Linked DNA regions of Anas platyrhynchos: region 1 is linked to region 2. The links are chromatin contacts, called in public Hi-C maps. All regions are on one chromosome and are shown on one strand. The core of a region is the stretch at or near the end of the contact, and the rest is flanking DNA. Distances in the headings are between cores, read along the strand shown.

Region 1 (5,322 bases), core at 1,910-4,409, 200 kb after region 2:
AGGTATTTAAAAAACAACAAAAAAAAAAAAAAAAAGGAATTGCTTGCTTGTGGAGGAAGAGATGGTGCAGAGTCCAGGCTGACCCAACACCATAAATTCACGTAAGACAACAAACCACTGCTGCTGTGCCTCAGATTTTCGTGCCCAGCACAGATGGGATGCAAAGCACAGAGTCCTAACGGGGAAAGGAACTCAGCAAGACACTGACTTACCCCGTGCTGCGAGGGATCCTCCTCCAGCAGTCGGTTTAAACCACGCGGTGTTGGAGAGGGCTGCTCTTGGTGGCACATGCGCATGGTCACAGCAGGAAACCTAGGGGGCCACACCAGGCAAGAGGTCACACATGGGTGTTTTGTGCGCAGAGACAGCTGAATTTGCCAGTTTTATTGCCTGCCCCGAGCCCTGCCATCCCAGAGCCCACAGGGGTGTGGGGAAAGGACCGTGGGGCTGCACCAGGGCTCAGCCTGGCAGCATGGGAATGACTGCTGTGAAAATGATGGTTTGTGACCAAGAGATTTCCACAGCCTTGGCCCAGAACTGGGGGAGAGTTAAGGAGACCACTCGTAATGCAGGAAGGGATGAAAATACCTGCTGGCCTCGAGAGCTGAAGAGACAGGAAGGGGTGAAACAGAAAGGGCAAGGTGAAAAACAGGCGTCTGCTTAAAGAGAGCTTCTGAGTGCCAAGGTGGAGAAGATCTGGGGGTTAAAAGTGACTACAAGCATCAAAACGCTGTGGGAGAGGCAGTCCCAGTGCAGGCAGTGCTGACACCAAGCAAAGTCCTGGGGAAAAGCACTTGGGAGAAGATGGTGCAAAGCAGTTGAGAGCTGGAGAAGGAGCAGAGGGAGTCCTGGGACTGGTCAGGGGAACGTGTCCTACCCACGGCTATCTAACATCATTGAGCTGGTGCTGAGAAGGAAGAGCTAACTGCAGGCTGTAAAGATAATCAAAGATAAAACTCAGAGAACGGATATGTGTCAGAGAGGAAAAAGAACAGCTTAAACTGAAGGATGGTGCTGGCATCAGAGCGAAGAGGCACAGTGCAGAGATGGGTGAGAATTAGGATGAATTAGCTGCAGCTCGGTAGGAATGGCTGAGAAAAAAAAATATTCCTTTCCCCCCCCCTCCCCAAGGCAGCTGGAGCATTTCAGTGCTCTGGCTGGAACCAAGATGCGCTGCCAGCCCCACGGCACCACCTCAGGGAATGGGCAGGGTTAATTGAAGCAGAGAGGCGAGCTTGGCAGCCCCTGTGGGGGTCTTTCCTCAGGACCTCCCCCTCCCCAGTGGGCAGTCAGCTCGAAGTGAGCCCCGTCAGCTCGCTGCCTGCCCCCCTGCATTACAACCAGACCCTCCCTGTAGCCATCCCCTGCCCCCAGTACCAACACAGCCCTGCAGGATGCTTTGGCATGGAAAGAACCTTAAAAGCCATTTAATTTCATCCCCCTGCCCTGGGCTGGGACCCCTCCCACCAGCCCAGGCTGCCCAGAGCCCCATCCAGCCTGGCCTTGAACATTCCTATGAACAAGGCAGCCACAATTCCCTGGGCAGCCTCCTCCAGCGCCCCGCCACCCCCTGCGATGGTTTTTTTCCTTAAACCTAACCCAAATCTAATTTTTTTAACCCATTCCCCTTGCCCTATCCCCACACCCCTAACACCCAAGCCCCCTCAGGCACGGCCAGGCCGCTCCCAGCTCTCCCCGGACCCTCTCCGGCCTCAACGCCCCCAGCTCCGGCGGAGCGGGGCCGCGGCCCCCTGCCCACCACCGTGGGCACCCCCGGTACCCCCCAATCCCCCCGGTACCCCCCAGGCCCCCCCCCCGGGCCTCACCTCGGGGCCGCCCCCGCCGGGCCCCGCCGCCGCCCCTCACATCCGGCCGGTGCCGCCTCCTCCGCCGCCGCTTCCGGCCGCGCGCCGCGCCGCGGGGAACGTCACTTCCGGCGGCGGCAACGGCGGCGGGAACGGAGAGGGAGGGGGGGAGAGAGGCTGGGAGGGGGGAGCATGCGCAGAGCGCGCGGCAGAGAGGGGAGAGGCAGCGCATGCGCAGAGCGTGGGGGGGGGCGGGAGGAGAGGCGCATGCGCAGTTAGCGCCGCGCGCTGCGTGTGGCGGGGGGGGGGGGGGGCGCATAACGCCACAGGGTAATGGAGGGTGGGGGGGGACTTCAGGATCACCCAGTCCAGCCCCTGATCTAACACCAACCAGTCCTACACTAAAACACAGCACTAAGCACTACACCTTAACGTCTTCTAAAGACCTCCAGGGGTGGTGGCTGCACCCCCTCCCTGGGCAGCCCGTCCCACTGCCTCACAACCCCTTCGTTAAACAAGTTCTTCCTAATATCCAACCTAAACCTCAAATTTAGCCCGTTCCCCCTCGTCCTGTCACCAGTGAGAGAATAAACCAGCCCCCACCTTGCTGCAGCCTCCCTCAAGGTATCTATTAACGCCACAGATAGAAGAATGGGGGGTTGCTTAATCGCATTAATGCTTTTTAAATAAAACAATCATAATTATTAAAGCCCAGAACAGAAAAATATCATTAAAATAGATATTGCTGAGTGTCTTTGCTTACTACTGTGTAGATTAACCGAAACAAGGGGTCTCAGGGGCCCCTCACAGAGGACGTTTCCTGGCAAAAATGGGGAACCCGTCTCAAAAAACAGCTGAGACCGATCCTATGGTTTGGTCAAGAGCCAAGGAGCAGCCGAGTCTGCACAAAGGCAGGGGGTCAGCCAGGGGTGATGAAGAGGAGTTATTGGCCTTCATCCCCACGACTCCCCCCCACCCAAATAAAACAACTAGCAGAAGGCATCGCGCAGGCGCAGACGGGAGGGGTTTATGGAAATGACTTCTTGGAGCTAATTTTAATACAAAGCGGGGATAGGTTATGAATATGTATAGGCTTATTGGGAAACTTCACGCATATGTAACTCTTTGCAGCATAATAACCAAAGCAAGTCACTGCGTTAGGGTGCGTGTGCCTTTGGGAGCTATCCCACATGCGCCTGGTGCCGAAATAAACCACATACCTACTTTATAACTCATTTGCTTTGAGTTGTAGAGTTCTTCCATGAATCACTGTCACCAGGCACGTTGGAGAATAGACCGACCCCCACCTCACTACAGCCTCCTTTAAGGTACCTGTAGAGAGTGATAAGGTCGCCCCTGAGCCTCCTCTTCTCCAGGATGAACAAGCCCAGCTCCCTCAGCCGCTCCTCGTAGGACTTTTTCTCCAGGACCCTCACCAGCTTCGTCGCCCTTCTCTGGACCCGCTCAAGCACCTCGATGTCCTTCTTGTAGCGAGGGGCCCAAAACTGAACACAGTACTCGAGGTGCGGCCTCACCAGAGCCGAGTACAGGGGGACGATCACTTCCCTAGCCCTGCTGGTCACACTGTTTCTGATACAAGCCAGGATGCCGTTGGCCTTCTTGGCCACCTGAGTACGCTGCTGGCTCATATTCAGCTGACTATCGACCAATACTCCCAGGCATGCGCCGTCAGACATGTGGGGGGGCAGTGGGGACATGCATGAGCGTGGGACATGTGTGTGGGGGATATTGTGTGTGGGATATGTGTTTGTGGGTAATGCATGTGTGTGGCAATGATGTGCAGGAGGACACATGTGGAACATGTGTGTGCGGGACATGTTGTGGGGTGTGTGGGTCACACATGTGTGTGGGACATATGTGGGACATATTTGGGACATGTATGTGTGGGACACATGTGGGATATGTTTGTGGGGCACACGTGTGTGGGATATGTTTGTGGGGCACACGTGTGTGGGATATGTTTGTGGGACATGTGCATGTGGGACACATGTGGGACATGCGTGGGGGGGACACGAGTGTGTGGAACATGCATGTGTGGGACGTGTGTGTGGGATGTGTGAGTGTGGGACACTCATCTGTGGGACATGTGTGTGTAGGACATGTATGTAGGGGATGTGTGTGGGACACATGTGGGGGACACGTGTGTGTGGGATGCGTCTGGGAAATGGGGACACGCATGTGTGGGACACGTGTGTGTCAGATACGTATGTGTGGGTAACACGTGTGTGGCAGGGATGTTCAGGAGGATGCATGTGGGACGTGTTGGATGTGCATGTGTGGGACACATGTGCATGGCAGGGATCTACAGGAGGATCTGTGTGTGTTGGACATGGGTGTGGGGGGGACACGTGTGTGTGGGGGACACGCATGTGCATGTCAGGGATGTGCAGGACCACACACGTATGTTAAATACATGTGTGTTGTAGAGACATGCCTGGAGCACATGTATGTGTATGGAACGTGTGTGTGCAAGGCACGGACGTGTTTGGAGCACATGTTTGTGTGCCTCTGCAATTCCTGGTGCTCGGGGATTTCCAGGCAAGCCCATGTTCATTCCATGCGGAAGCTCTGTGAGTTGTTTTAACCCCCAGCGAGGCACTTTGCCCTCCCGTCATGGTCTCAAAAGCCACCATAACACACGGAAGACAGAGTAATAAAATACAGCAATGAGTGACTGCAGGGAGTGCGTGCCAGCTGCCCGGCAGCCAGCCTTGAAACCACAACAAATCGCCCCAAATTCCTGCAACCCGCCCCTGCTGCAGCCCCAGCAGCAGCTCCCGGAGCAGCTGGGTGTTTAGTTTGTCGGCTGTGACTCACTGTAAGAAAAGCTGGTTTCAGATGTCACCAGGACAGAATTAACAGGAAAAAATATATATTGAAAAAAAATGTATTTTCCCATTCCTCCCCCGCCTCCCCTCCTTTTTCTGAAGGTTGTGCCAAGCAAGATGGGTGTGTTTGTGGTAAACTGATCTGAGGAGCCACAATCCCAGCAGGTGGAGAAAGTGCCAGTGCACGTTATCGGGGAATTCAGCACCGAAAAAAACCCATTGTTCTCCCTCAGTCTGGACAAGAGATTTTATTTCAGGAAATGGAAATTGTGACGGCTGAAAACTTGAGATGCTGGAGCCCTCACTGCCTTCTTCCTTCTGCCGTGGTTATGATCAACCCCAAAAGCATGAAGGGCAGCTCTCAGAGAAATGTGTTGATTTATTTTTCTTCAGTATTTCCTAATTTCTCAGCTTTGGAGAATGGAGATCTGTAAAACTTCACTGTGAAATCTGAAAATGATTTGTTTCTTGGGTTGCCTGCCCAGTTTGTCGGCAGGCTTGGTGAAAAGGGCATGAAATCAGAGGAGACACATAAATTAAAACCAAACCTGCACGCTTTGTGCAGAAACTGTTGGGTTTCCAACGTGGGGACGAAATTCCAGGACATGGAGCTTTTTTGGCAAGTCACTATTTTGGCAAGTAGGTGAAAGCCTGGGGGTGCCTGTCCT
Region 2 (6,115 bases), core at 357-2,856:
GGGTAGGGGTAGGGGTAGGGGTAGGGGTAGGGGTAGGGGTAGGGGTAGGGGTAGGGGTAGGGGTAGGGGTAGGGGTAGGGGTAGGGTGAGAGTTAGGGTGAGGGTGAGGGTGAGGGTGAGGGTGAGGGTTCCTGCCCCCTCCCTGCACCCCCTACCAAAGCCACCCCAGTACCTTCTCCTCCCTATTCCCTCCCCAGCAGCCCCCCAGCAGCCCCCCAATCTTTGTCAGAGTCCCTGAACTTCACGCACCCCTGGGGTGAGGAGGGTGCACAGGTCCCCAGCAGGAGCGAGCTCCTGCCCGAAGGCAAAGTGCGTGGCGCTCTCGAAGGCGACAGGCAGAGCACGGATGCAGGCAGCATGGCCAGAGAGGCACAGGGCGATGCAGTACTCCCGCAGGAACGCCCTCCACTCCGTGTTCTCCTTCAGCATCAGCTTGAGGACCACCGGTGAGCCTGAGAAGCGTGGAGAGGGTCAGCAGCTCGGAGGGATGCTAGGGGTGAAGTGGCCACGGGGTGAATCAGGACAGGGACCCCCCCAAAGCTCCTCACCACCATCCCGGGGCTCGGTGAGCACCACACGGCCGTAGGTGCCGCTGCCCAGCTCCTCCAGCACGGTGTACTGCTCCTCCAGCTCCTGCCGTGGCACGGCCTGGCCCGTCTGCACCATCAGCTGCTCCAGGAACACCTCGTTGTCCTCCCCGTCCTCTTCTGACTCCTCCATGGGCCCTGCAGAGCCAAAGCACCCCACGCTAGTGTGATGTCCCCCCCCCATCGCACACAGGGGAAGCCTGGGGACACCCAGCTGGTGCTGCCCAGTCCAGTCCATCTTAGTCCAGCTGAGCGCAGCCCACACCAGTACAGCCCTCTTCAGTCCCATTCAGCTCTCCCAGCCCAATGCTGCCCAGTCCAACCCAGTCTAACCCAGTCCAACCCAGTTAGCCCAGTCCAGCCCACTGCTGCCCAGTCCAGTCCAGTCTAGCTCAGCTCAGTCTAGTGAAGCGCGAGGTCCAGTCCTCTTCAGTCCATCCCAGTCCTGCTCATTCCAGCCCAGCCCAGTCCAATGCAGCCTAGCCCAGTCCAACTCATTCTAGCCTAGTCCAGCCCAGCCCAAACCAGTTAGCCCAACGCAGCCCAACCAGCTTGCTCTGCCCCCACGGACAGCCCCACATCCCACCCCACATCCCCCCACAGCAAGGGGTGAGTGCTGGCTCTGCCCTTTGCCCACTCCCTGCCCTTCTCTCCTCCATCCTCAGCTGTGAAGCAGGACCCGGACCCTTCTCCCATCCCGCTGGCTGCAGCCCCCTGCACCGGCACAGCCACAGGGGAGTCACAGCCACCCCCGGGGTGCACGGGGCAGGAACAACAGCCCTGTTCCCCCCTCCCTGTCCCCCCGCCAAGGGGGCTGAGCCATGCAAGAAAGCCGCAGAGCGAAAGCCAGCGTCTGCTGGGGTTGCACAGGGACGGCCCGAGCGGCGTGAGGCTCACCGGTGTCTCTGCGCTGTCCCTGGGGCACAGCGCAGTGCCACCGGCCCCGCAGCCGCCCCGGAGCCCGGAGCCGTGACTCAGATTTTCCTGCGCTCTCCGACGCCGCTGGACCCAGGGCAGCGCCGGCCCGCGCTAATCTCTCCCGCTTGGGCTGGGAACATGTGTCAGGCGCAACGCGTGCCGACCTCCAAACATAGGCAGGGGCAGGACGGACGGGGCATTGCGTGGGGACAGACGGACAGGATGGAGAGAGGCACGGGGGGACTGACGGACAGAAGGGAGTATGGAAAGGAAAAGACAGACGGGGCAGTCCAGGTGGGGACAGGCGGGATGGAGCACAGCAGGCAGGGGCACGTGGAGCATGGTGCATGGCCAGGTGGAGAGAGCACCGAGGGCATGGACAGACAGACAGACATGGGGCATGGCACGGGGGGAACAGACAGGTCTGGGTGTGTGGGTGGGTGGGCAGACCTGCGGGAAGGGACAGCCGAAAGAAGGAGCAGAGTGTGGGGGGGACAGATGGACAGGGAGCTGTGTGGGATGGATGGATGGATGGACAGAGCAGAGGACAGCTTGCAGGGGCGGCTGGACAAAGTGTGGTGTGTGGGACAGGCACCCTGCTTGGACGGATGGACGGTGCAGGGATGGACAGACACATGGCATGGAGCACTCTGTACCAGTGCACTGCTAATGTCAGCATGAACGTCACAGCTCCTCGACATCCCCAAACCACTGACTCCCCCACAGGACACCTCCAGCAGCACCCCCCACACCGTCACTCCCCTGTCCCCTGCTTGCAGCAGCTCCCTGGCCACTGTTACCACCCCACAAGGCCACAGCCCCAGCCTGGCCAACACTTGCTGCATGTTTGTCCCTCCTCTGCCTCAGTTTCCCCACTTCCATGTCTGGCCCCTTCTGTGCCCCCTCCCCAGTGTCTCACCACACTGCCCCCTGAGGTTTACCCCTATTCCCATGGAGGTTTTCCCCACTGGTCCTATGGAGCTGTGGGAGCAAGCAGTGGGCACCAGACCCCCCAGGTGTGGGGCAGGACAGTGCGGGGACAGGTTTTGGGGTGTGTGCAGGGATCAGCCCCAGCTGATGGCCCAAAGATGGGGGGCACTGACCCCAGGCTGACACCGTCCCCGCACAGAGCCCCCTCTGCCACCATCCCTGGCATCCCCTCCCTGCCCACAAGTGGCCCCGTGTCCCACCACCCTGACTCACATCTGGGCCCCTCTGCAGGAGCACTCCCGGGGTCTATTTTGAGCTGGGGCTGGCAGATCCCTGCTGGTGGCACACACACACACACACACACACGTGTGCATGTGTGCGTGCGCGTTGCCCTGCCAAGGAAACAGTGCTGAGACGCAGAGCACCCAGCACCCGGAGGGGCAGGAGGAGCAGGCACCAGTCAGGCTTTGCCCCACAGGAGATACCAGGGGCCCCTGGGTGCTGCTCTGTGCATAGAGGGGGTGGCACTCTGGCACCGGGTGGGGGGAGCAGAGGGTGTGAGGCTGGGCTCATCCCTGCACCTGCTCAGCGCCCCAATACCAAGCCCACCCCACAGATGCATCCCCGAAGCTGCTCCTTCCCTGTGCCCCTGGGATGTGCCTGCCTCCTTCCTCCTGCCCCAGTTCCCAAGCTGTATCCCTCCCTCTCCCCCTTTTCCCATGTCCATATCTCCCCTATCCCCCTGTTCCCATGTCCCTTCCTCTCCCTCTTTTCCCGTATCCATACTCTTTCCCCCTTCTCCCCTGTCCATACCGCTCCCTTTCCCTCTTTTCCCACACCCACAGCCCTCTTTCTCCCCTTTTCCCCATGTCCATTATCCCTCCCTCTTCCCGATTTCCCGTGGCCTGCTCCCTCCTCCCCATTTCCCACATCCTCATCCATATCCCACTCCCCAGTTCCCACGACCATATCCCTGCCTCTCCCCGAGCCCCCTGCCCTGGGGGTTGTTGTTTCTCCCTCTCCCTCCCCACCTGCTCTTTCCCCCCATCCCAGCTGCTTACGGCTGCCCTGACCTCGGCCCGCTGGGAGGTAATTAATACTTGACAGCACATTAACAGGACCCGCTTGGCACGTGGCCGGACGGGAGAAGGTCACATAACCCCATCACTCACCCTGCCCTCTCTGTCCCCAGTATGGGGAGCAGAGGCTGCTGCTGGGGTTGTTCCCCCTGCCCTGGAGCAGTGGTTTTGGGGCTGGCCCCCTGAATTGCCCTCCTGCCCTGCCAGGAACCATCCCCAGGGGCCGGTGCCAGCCCCACGGCTTCCAGCCCCACCAGCACGTCTCCGGCCCCGGCGGCATGCAGAGGATGCAGAGGACAGGGACAGGCAGTGGCCTTTGCTGGCCAGGTCCCCAGTGCGTGGGAGGGAGCGTGGTAGCCAGGCTGCGGGGGTGGCCGGGGGCGGAGGTACCAACAGCTGCGGGGGCACCGAAATAGCCGGTGGGCAGCCGGGCCAGGTGGCGAGAGCTCAGCCCCGTCCCTGTCCCTGGGCTGGGGACAGAGCCCGGCATGGCCCCATGCTGCAAGAGGAGCCGGGGATGTCCCTCTGCCCCCGATTTGTCCCCTGTCCCCTTCTACTTCCAGGGAAGGGGACAATATCCCCAATAAACCCACCACCCACAGTCCCCAGCTGCTGCCCCCAAACTTATTGCCCCCCCGGCCCCCATTTCCAACTCCCTGCCCCTCTTCTCCTCCAGCCCCCATTGCCCCCCTCCCTGCCTCCTTGCCTTCCCATTGCTCCCCACTGCCCCACTCAACGCCCCTCTGACCTCCCCAGGCCCCACTGCCCCACTCCATGCCCCTCTTCCCCCCCACTACACTGCAATCCCCCAATCCCAGCCCATCTGCTCCCCACTGCCCCGTGCCCAGCCCCTGTGCCCCCTGTGGAACCCATTACCCAACTCCCTTCCCCTCTACCCCCTCAGTTCCCATTACCCCACTCCCTGCCCCTTTGCCCCCCTGGTTCCATGACCCCACTCCTTGCCTCTTTGCCCCCAGTTGCCTGCCATTGCCCCACTCCCTGCCCCTCCCCGTCCCTATTGCACCACATCCAGCCCCCCTGCCCCCATTATTTTTTCCCCCTGCCCACTCCCCCCCCAGCAGGGCAAGGTCTGGCCCTGGCCCCACGGCTGAGAGCTGCTGGCGGGCAGCCGGTCCCATCCCCCGGCTGGGCTGGGTGCCGGGAGCAGACAGGTGGCTGGCGGGATTAGCGCTAACGAGATGTTTCATAACAGGGTCAGGGGGCCGCGGGGGAGGGCCTGGGCAGGGGGCCAGGCTGGGCATGGTGCCGCACCTGGGGTGGCCAGGACCCCTGCCCCACGCCAGACCCCCACCCAGCACACAGCACGAGAACCCACAGCATTGTCTCGGTGTTACAGCTGCTCTGCCTTTAATAACGGGGCAGGGGGCATCAGGGGCTGCAGCAGGAGCTCCCACGCCCACCGGTGGGCTTTGTCGGGGCAAAGACAGCCGTGAGCAGGGTCCTGTTTGGGTTTGGGGTCCCCCCGCTGGAGGCGTTGCAGGACGTGATGGCAGCAGGGATGGCCATGGGCAGAGCCGTGGTGCTCAGGGGTCCTGTGAGGAGAAAAGGCTGAGCATGGCCACATCCCGCCCCACAGGGCCCTGTGACCACACCAAGCCTCGCACGGGGCAGCAGGGACGGTGCCGCACCTGGCAGACCACGCCGACATCCTCGTCGTGGGTGCAGTCGTGGTACCCCCAGGCTCGGTGGGCACAATCCTGCAGGGTCCCCTCCTGGCCCCGGCACCGCACGTCATCCAGCCAGATGCGCCCGGTGCCGGGCCCAAAGCGTGGCCGGTCCCCAAGGAGCTCTGCCGGCACCTCCCTGCAGCCCAGCTCCTGGCACACCACAGCCGCGTTCGCCGCACTCCAGCCGTCGTCGCACACCGTGCCCCAGCTCCCGTTGCGCTGCACCTCCAGCCGCCCCGCACACCGCCCAGGGCCCCCGGACAGCCGCAGCCCAAATGGCTCTGCAGGACGAGATTTGGGGTCAGGCCAGGCCCAGCCAGACCCTCCCCACTCCAGGACAAGTGCCCTGCAGCCTTCCACACGCTCACCCTCACAGTCGATGGCAGCCAGCCGGTCTGAGGGGCAGGACGGGGCGTCCCGTGGCTGCAGGACGCAGTGCGCCAGGGCCGGCTCCTGCCCCGAGCACTGCACCCACTGCAGGGTCACCGGGGGCCCGTCGGCCGCCGGGGGGCTGCAGGGCGCGGGGATGAGGCGGGGGCGGCCGCAGCCCAGCTCCCGGCAGAGCACGCGGGAGGCTGCCCGGTCCCAGCCTGAGGCGCAGATGGAGCCCCAGGCGCCGTTCTGCAGCAGCTCCACACGCCCATGGCATCGGGACCGGCCACCCACGAGCCGGACGGGCACTGTGGGGGGAAGAGCGCAGCAGGGATGCATAGGGAAAGGGGTCCCAGTATCCCCAGTGCAGTCCCCAGCTGTCCAGAACGGCCCTTGTACAACCCCAGCAGAGCCTGCCCACAAGAGCCCCAGTCTGCCCAGTACAGCACCAGCTCAGCCCCAGCATCACCCCAGTCTGCCTAGCACAGCACCAGCATGACCCCAGTCTGCCCAGTATGGCCACACTTTGCCCAGAAGAGCC

The links. A called contact is a pair of places that touch in the nucleus more often than the background predicts.
Region 1: a contact with region 2 is called in a Hi-C map of skeletal muscle, with 1.9 times the contacts expected there. The contact joins the promoter of LOC101804334 here to the promoter of LOC119716995 in region 2. A contact is called at or near these places in 2 of 8 Hi-C or Micro-C datasets (skeletal muscle and subcutaneous adipose tissue).

The regions. Positions count from the first base shown.
Region 1 is chr36:3,382,664-3,387,985 of IASCAAS_PekinDuck_T2T, forward strand. It overlaps LOC101804334, which reads right to left and starts at 3,160. Exons shown (of 3, transcript XM_072032143.1): 1 at 3,138-3,160; 2 at 213-312. LOC101803440 reads right to left here. Exons shown (of 3, transcript XM_038179224.2): 3 at 4,785-5,322. The coding sequence ends at 5,282.
Region 2 is chr36:3,188,602-3,194,716 of IASCAAS_PekinDuck_T2T, forward strand. LOC119716995 reads right to left here and starts at 1,607. Exons shown (of 4, transcript XM_038179217.2): 1 at 1,485-1,607; 2 at 549-725; 3 at 250-452. The coding sequence starts at 720. It overlaps LOC119716998 (CD5 antigen-like), which reads right to left. Exons shown (of 5, transcript XM_038179231.2): 3 at 5,571-5,882; 4 at 5,164-5,483; 5 at 4,855-5,067. The coding sequence ends at 5,059.